Linked DNA regions of Zea mays: region 2 is linked to region 1. The links are chromatin contacts, called in public Hi-C maps. All regions are on one chromosome and are shown on one strand. Each heading gives the region's core, a stretch centred on a gene start, on an enhancer-like site or on the middle of the called end of the contact. The rest is flanking DNA. Distances are from core to core; before and after follow the strand shown. Region 1 holds the start of LOC100284553 (peroxisomal biogenesis factor 11 family protein). Region 2 holds the start of LOC100501075 (long cell-linked locus protein).

Region 1 (3,195 bases), core at 209-2,708:
GCTTGGGGAACTGGGTATTTTATTTCATGATGTGCCAGGCTTTGATTACATAAGTTCCATAGTTTTGTTACCCAATTTGCAAACTATTCCTTATTTAGGAATCTGAATGTACTCTGTATTTCTTATTTTTTGTTCATGAGAAGCAGATTATGATGGCTAAGTTGATATATGGAGAACAGACCGTGCATCTTGGTGCTCAAAATTAATTTGACATGGATAGCTCAAGGTTGCAGGTGAGACTCAACCACAATGCTTTTGATTTGAGAACTATGAAGATGAAGCAAAACACTACACTGTAAAAGTGGGTTGGAGAAAAGCAAGATCATCTTAGCTGAACTCAATCATACACCGCAGCAGTAGATATACTTTTAAGAACAAAAAAATTATTGAATGATCAAGATGGCTGAAAAAACACAAGATTCCTTGGTCCAACCAAATGAATAAGAATAAACTTCATTCATTCCCCAGAGGACCTGGTATCAGTTTTAGGAGCATCCATATTTCCAGAGGAAACTCTTAGTTATCGCTATAATCAGAGCTTTATTTCATTATATGATGTGCTATCTATAACATGTACCTCCAGGCTTCAACAAGAATTCCAATTCTTATGCGTGCTGATCAACGCCGAGAGCAGTCCAGCTGCTGCCATCAGCGTGGAGCTCCCGAGCAAACCCTTGCCATCGGTGACGTCTCCCAGAGCCATGACGGCATCCGCCACGTCCTGCACCACTGACATCCGCTTCAGCAGCAGTTTACCCTGCATAGTCTTCACCGCCTCGCTCTCCTTATCACAGTCCTTCACGAGCCGCTTCTTTATCGAAGATTCGATCTTAGCCACCTCCTCCAGCTTAATTAAAATGGAACCGACGTAGCCCAGCAGCTCAGCCCAGGCGCTGAGACGCTGGAGGCGCGGAAGAAGGTGCGCAGGCAGGAGCCCGGCCTTGGCGATCCAGACGAACTGCTCGACGAAGTAGTAGACGCCCTCACCGCCGTAGGCGAGTAGCGCGAGGGACGGGGGAGGGTGCGGGTGGGCGAGGAGGGCGTTGAGGGACTGCACGAACTTGCCGAGACGGAAAGCCTTGCGGCTGAGGCCGACGCTGGACTCGAAGGACTTGAGGCGGGCGGAGGCGCCGGGGGGCAGCGGGGGCCCGGCGGCGAGCGCGAGGCGCGTGGCGTAGCGGGAAATCTTGAGGAGCTTGTCGACGCCGTCGCGGCGGGCGAGATAGGCCTCGAGGTGGGCGAGGAAATCGCGGGCCGGTTGGGAAGCGACGGCCGCGGCCGCAGGCGCGGTATTGGGAGACTCAGAGGAGGCCATGGCGGCCGGCGTTCGCGTTGGCGTGCAAGCGGTGGAATACCGGTACGGGGCCGTAGACCGAGCTGACGGCGATTGCGTGCTTGATGCGGCCTCGTATACTCGTATCAACGTCTGGGGATTGGGGATTTCGTCCTGGTTCGGGTCGAGAGGACGGCGTCGATCATTTCAACTTATATATTAGGAATAATTGGATGTATACCATTAAAAGATCTAAACTTTAGATATATACCATGGACCCCACATGTCATTGACTCATGTGGACCCACATGTAAGTGAGATAGTAATGGTATGAATCCAAAGTGGTGATCTTTTAATGGTATGAATCCAAATTTCCCTATATATTATATAATCTAGATATATCTAGATTATATAATATATATTATAATCTAGATATATTATAATTTATATGTAGTTGTTTAGTAGTCTAAATTATACAAATATAGATTATTCATAAAGATAATAATACCCTTGTTTATTTATTTGAGGTGAGGAGAGAAGGATTGTATATATTGTAATTTCTAATTATATAACCATAGGTGGTGAGTCTTTTGTCAAAATAATCTTAAATACGCGAGATTATGATATTATCATAATCTGGGCTTTAGATTATATAATCTAAACTTATAATCTATATATTTGTTTACCTATTGGATTATTATAATCCGAAATAAACTAAGGCCTTAGTAGATTGAAAGGATTGATATTTTGCTAGTCAAAATTAAATAAAAAATTCTCCTTCGATCTTCATGTAACCTAACAAGATCCCAGCGGAGCCACAGGCCAGACAAAAAGGTCGATTGGTCGAATACTCGATTCAACAGAACAAGACATGTGTCAAACGCGGAGAATGTTATAATTCACAATCTACTACTTTAGTGACCTCGAGTTACAATGATAAACACGCATGTATGTAAGATGATTTGGTTCATGTTATAAAAAAATAATTCAATTAAATAATTTTATTAAGATTTTATATAAGACTTACAACATTGTACCATATAAATGTGCGTGTATCTATTAAGTTAAAATATAGCATCACTTGCTCAAATATTTACCTGACATTACTTGCCTAAGCTTTTCAGCATATAAAAGAAGAGGGGGCGATTTCTTCTTTGAAAAATAAATATCAGACCTTATAGTACAAATAAAACAACTACAAAAGACAAACATTTCTTTAACACATTATAAAATGTTATAGTCCGTTTCATACTAAAATTCTTAAGGCAGTTATTCTATTAGTTTCGTATCTGTTGCACCAAAGAATGCACGACTAACAGCATTTTAAATAGTAGCAATTAAAGTTTCACAAACAGATACTTCATAGCTACAAGTGACATGACACGAGAAAAACAATACACCATCTTCGATGACTTTACTATAAATGTTTACAAACAAACTATAGTTTAAAATCCATTTGATCAAAACGGTAGGAAAAGAAGATATCTGAATCATGAGGCCTTCAGTTGGTAGGATATTGCCTGAAATCAGCCATTGGTTTCTGCACCATTTCAGTAATTTGTCGCACTCCATGGTAAGATCCAAGAGCCATATCCAGGTGACTTTGGTCATCACAACTTAAGTATGTTGCACAATCAATACCCTTTACCTTTGATAGAAATAAATATAAAAAGCAATAAACTGTAAGGAACCATAGACACAAACAAGACAATTCGACAAATGCAGTTCATAAGACAAACTAATAGCACAGGGAAAATCAGATCCAACTATAAGAACTAAGGCAAATGGATAAACTTTCTGAACAGAAATGAAGGACCAAAATCATAAACATCAGAAAAACAATTAGTTTCTTGTAATATTACACATGAAGGTTGTAATTTCAAAATCTTAGTTTCATCCGTTCCAACCGGAAAGAAGAGCTG
Region 2 (3,178 bases), core at 217-2,716, 150 kb before region 1:
AGCTATGTGTTCTGTCTGCTGTCTCCAAAATAAACACCTATAAAACTGGACCAGCCCCTTATACTATCCTTTAAACCAAACACTAACTTATTAATAAGGACTATTTGTTTTAATCTCATTCCATATAAATATATATTGCAGCGATTAAGTGAGTTCAAATGTCTAGCAAGTCAAAATCTCTCCTAATCTCCTTCATCCTAATCCTTGTAAATGGGAAATTCGTATCCAAACATGGAAAAATATACTCAAATCACCGTCGAAGGTCCGCCCAAGGATCGTAAAATGTCTCAGACCCCTGGAGCACGTACAGTCCAATCGTCAGTAGCACATGGTCATGGTTCAGGTGTACGTCTTGTATTTAATTATGAACGCTAACGAACAAAACTGAGAGTACTATCAAAGGACAACACATCATTCAGGCAATTATGTAAAGCGGACACCTGTATACAACCAGAAAGGCAGCAGCCCAAATTCAATCAGTGATCAATCTAGTGGCATCCTAATCTACATTGAAATGCACAAACAGACGTGCATGTAACAACCAAATCAACCGATTCACACGCGGACTGAAGAAAAAAAATTGTATCATGTATATGTATTGTAGTAATAATAATTTTTGGGAGCAACAAAAGAAATTTTAGAGCAAATGTACAGAGCTCAAGCTCAATCGCTGGTAGTACTAGTAGTAAGCAAGAATGAACGAAGAAATAAATCTAGCTGATGCTCCTCTCCATCATCTCGTTGTACTGTAGCCACGAGATCTGGCGCTGCAGCTTCATCTGCGCGTAGAACCTGGCGATGAACTCGTCCGCCTTGACGTCCACCCCGGCGTCCTCGCCGCTGTCCGCTGCCACCGACCGTCCGGCCGAGCTCGCGCGGCAGGCCTCCGCCACCACGCGCTCCAGCAGCATCTCGCCATCGCCGCAGCAGCTCGGCTCTTCGTCGTCCTCCTCCTCATCATCGTCGACGTCGCCGTAGCAGCACCCGGCGCCCTCGCCCGTCTCCCACGCGGCGGCGGCGGCGCTGAAGAAGTAGCGGTCGTCGCCGTAGAGGCCCGGCGTGTCCGGCACGGCCGGCGCGATGCAGGGGATGAGGCGGAGCACGCGCGCGGACGGGGTGCGGAACCGGAACGCCGGCGTCTCGTCGATGGAGTACTCGCGCTCGCCGCAGCGGAGCCGGTCGCCGCGCGCGCCGCCCAGGCCGGCGAGGCCGTGGCCGTGGCGGCGGAGCGTGCGGAGCAGGCGCAGGCGCAGGCTGTGCGCCGCGCCGCCCTTCCGCGCCCACAGCACCGCCAGCCGCAGCAGCCGCCACGCCCGCGTCCCGAACGACGGCCTCTTCAGTCCCGCCGCCATTGCGCTGCGTGTCGGATCAGATGGCGGCGCTTCGTTCGTCGAATGCGAAATGCCGCTGGATCGTCTCTCCGCACTGCTTTGCTCGGGTGATTGCTTTGTTTCGGAGTTCGAGATGAGTCGAGCAGGGGGAGAGGGAGAATATATATAGGAGCTGTGGGGGCTGCCCGGCTGGCTGGCGTTGCTTGCGCGCTCCGGTTTGCAGCGGCGCGGGCGCGGGAGGAGGAAGCGAACGCGTTTAGCAGCTGCTCGCGCCGCCCGCGTTAAGCTGGACTGGACTGCTGGAGGCAGCAGGCACATGATTGGGCGTGGCATGTGGGGCCCGTTCGCCAGGACGAAGGTGGCTATGGCACCCACGGACCTGCCGGTTCACATTTTCGGGATGCTACTGAGCCCGGAGGCGTTGGCTTCGTCTGCTTGATGGGCAGGAGCAGGACGGCGGCACGGGGATGCGGCCAGCCGGCCGTGGCTGTATTACCTGTGATGAACGTGGGGGCCTCGCACCTGTCGTGGCCTTGCTCGATCCGGCGAGCGAATTCCTGGGTTCCCAGGATGAGTTCGCAGCTGTTTTCGTTTTCGGTTTTTCCCACACGGTTTTGCCCAGGACCCAGGAGCCGAGAGGAGACTGTCCATCCACCCCTCGTTTTTTTTTGCGTTTCGCCCGCACCGTAGCCCGTAGCCCGTAGCTCCGGCCTGCACGCAGACTCGTCAGTCCGCGCTGCTTCACTGGATTCGTACCTGGTAATCTGAGTAATTCGCCAGCCAGTTATGAGCTGTAATGCATAGTCGACGACCGGCGATTTACAGGATCGAATGTTTTTCCCCCCTTTTTACCAACCGCTTCCCTGAGGTACAGTATGGCGTTAGATCACTTACTCCATGTGTAAAAAAACACATTTTGTTCTTCGACCAGTCACCGATTTAAATTAAGCTATATATTTATATAAAATACTGTTAGCGCATCTCATCTCAAAATAGGATTACTATAATTATTGTATAAAATGAGAGATGTACCCTCTATTTACAGTGGATGGAGTCTACGATCTTGTTAAACATAAGCTACGCTTTTTTAGGAATATAAAATGGATGTCAAAATCAAATCGCTTTACCTCTACCTAGCTGTTCATTCGGGAGAAAAGTGCCACTGTACCACTACGTGCCTTCGTGGTTTCTTCATTTATTAAAGGTAACTAGGTAAGACGTCCCGCCGGGTCGATAACCAGCGCAATTTCCGGGATGTACTACGACTCCACGAGAACACCATAGCAGGAACACCCGAACATCTCTAAAATTTACTTTTTAAATTGTCATTTAAGGATTGATTCACATAAAGATTATTTTTGTATTTTTTTTTACTCTTCAATATTTTTTCTAGCATTCTGTATTCAGCATGCTCTACTCAAGAATCATTCGCTGTATATGAAACTATCAATATGTCCAAGAGGAGGCGAATTAGATTAATCTAAAAGACTTTTTAAAATTCTCTTTAAATTATTGTTTAGAGATTCATTTACATAAAGATTATTTTTAGAATCTTTTTACTCCTCAATAATTTGTCTATATATTCTGTGTACTCTACTCTAGAGTCATTCATATTATCTAAGGACAACAGCTACTATGCAGTCAGGTTTTAGGTGTAAGCGTGCAATATCCATTAGAATCATGATCCAACCTTAGATATAACTGTTGTTTGTTAGCTTTTTTTATAAATCTTCGCGAGCTCTAGTGAAAGGATTTAAGTGTTAAATGTGATATATGGTTAGATCATAATTTAATGGACCAGAAGACTGGCTTGCACACTTACATCTAAAGCCTGCATGATTGCACAT

What was found. Hi-C and Micro-C count contacts between places; a contact is called where the count stands out from the background.
Region 2: a Hi-C map of leaf shows a contact between it and region 1, with 5 times the contacts expected there. The contact joins the promoter of LOC100501075 here to the promoter of LOC100284553 in region 1. A contact is called at or near these places in 4 of 25 Hi-C or Micro-C datasets (endosperm, leaf and root tip).

Annotation. Positions count from the first base shown.
Region 1 is chr1:47,637,853-47,641,047 of Zm-B73-REFERENCE-NAM-5.0, reverse strand. LOC100284553 (peroxisomal biogenesis factor 11 family protein) reads right to left here and starts at 1,458. Exons shown (of 1, transcript NM_001157448.2): 1 at 364-1,458. The coding sequence starts at 1,315. The coding sequence ends at 587.
Region 2 is chr1:47,785,260-47,788,437 of Zm-B73-REFERENCE-NAM-5.0, reverse strand. LOC100501075 (long cell-linked locus protein) reads right to left here and starts at 1,466. Exons shown (of 1, transcript NM_001368223.1): 1 at 583-1,466. The coding sequence starts at 1,352. The coding sequence ends at 714.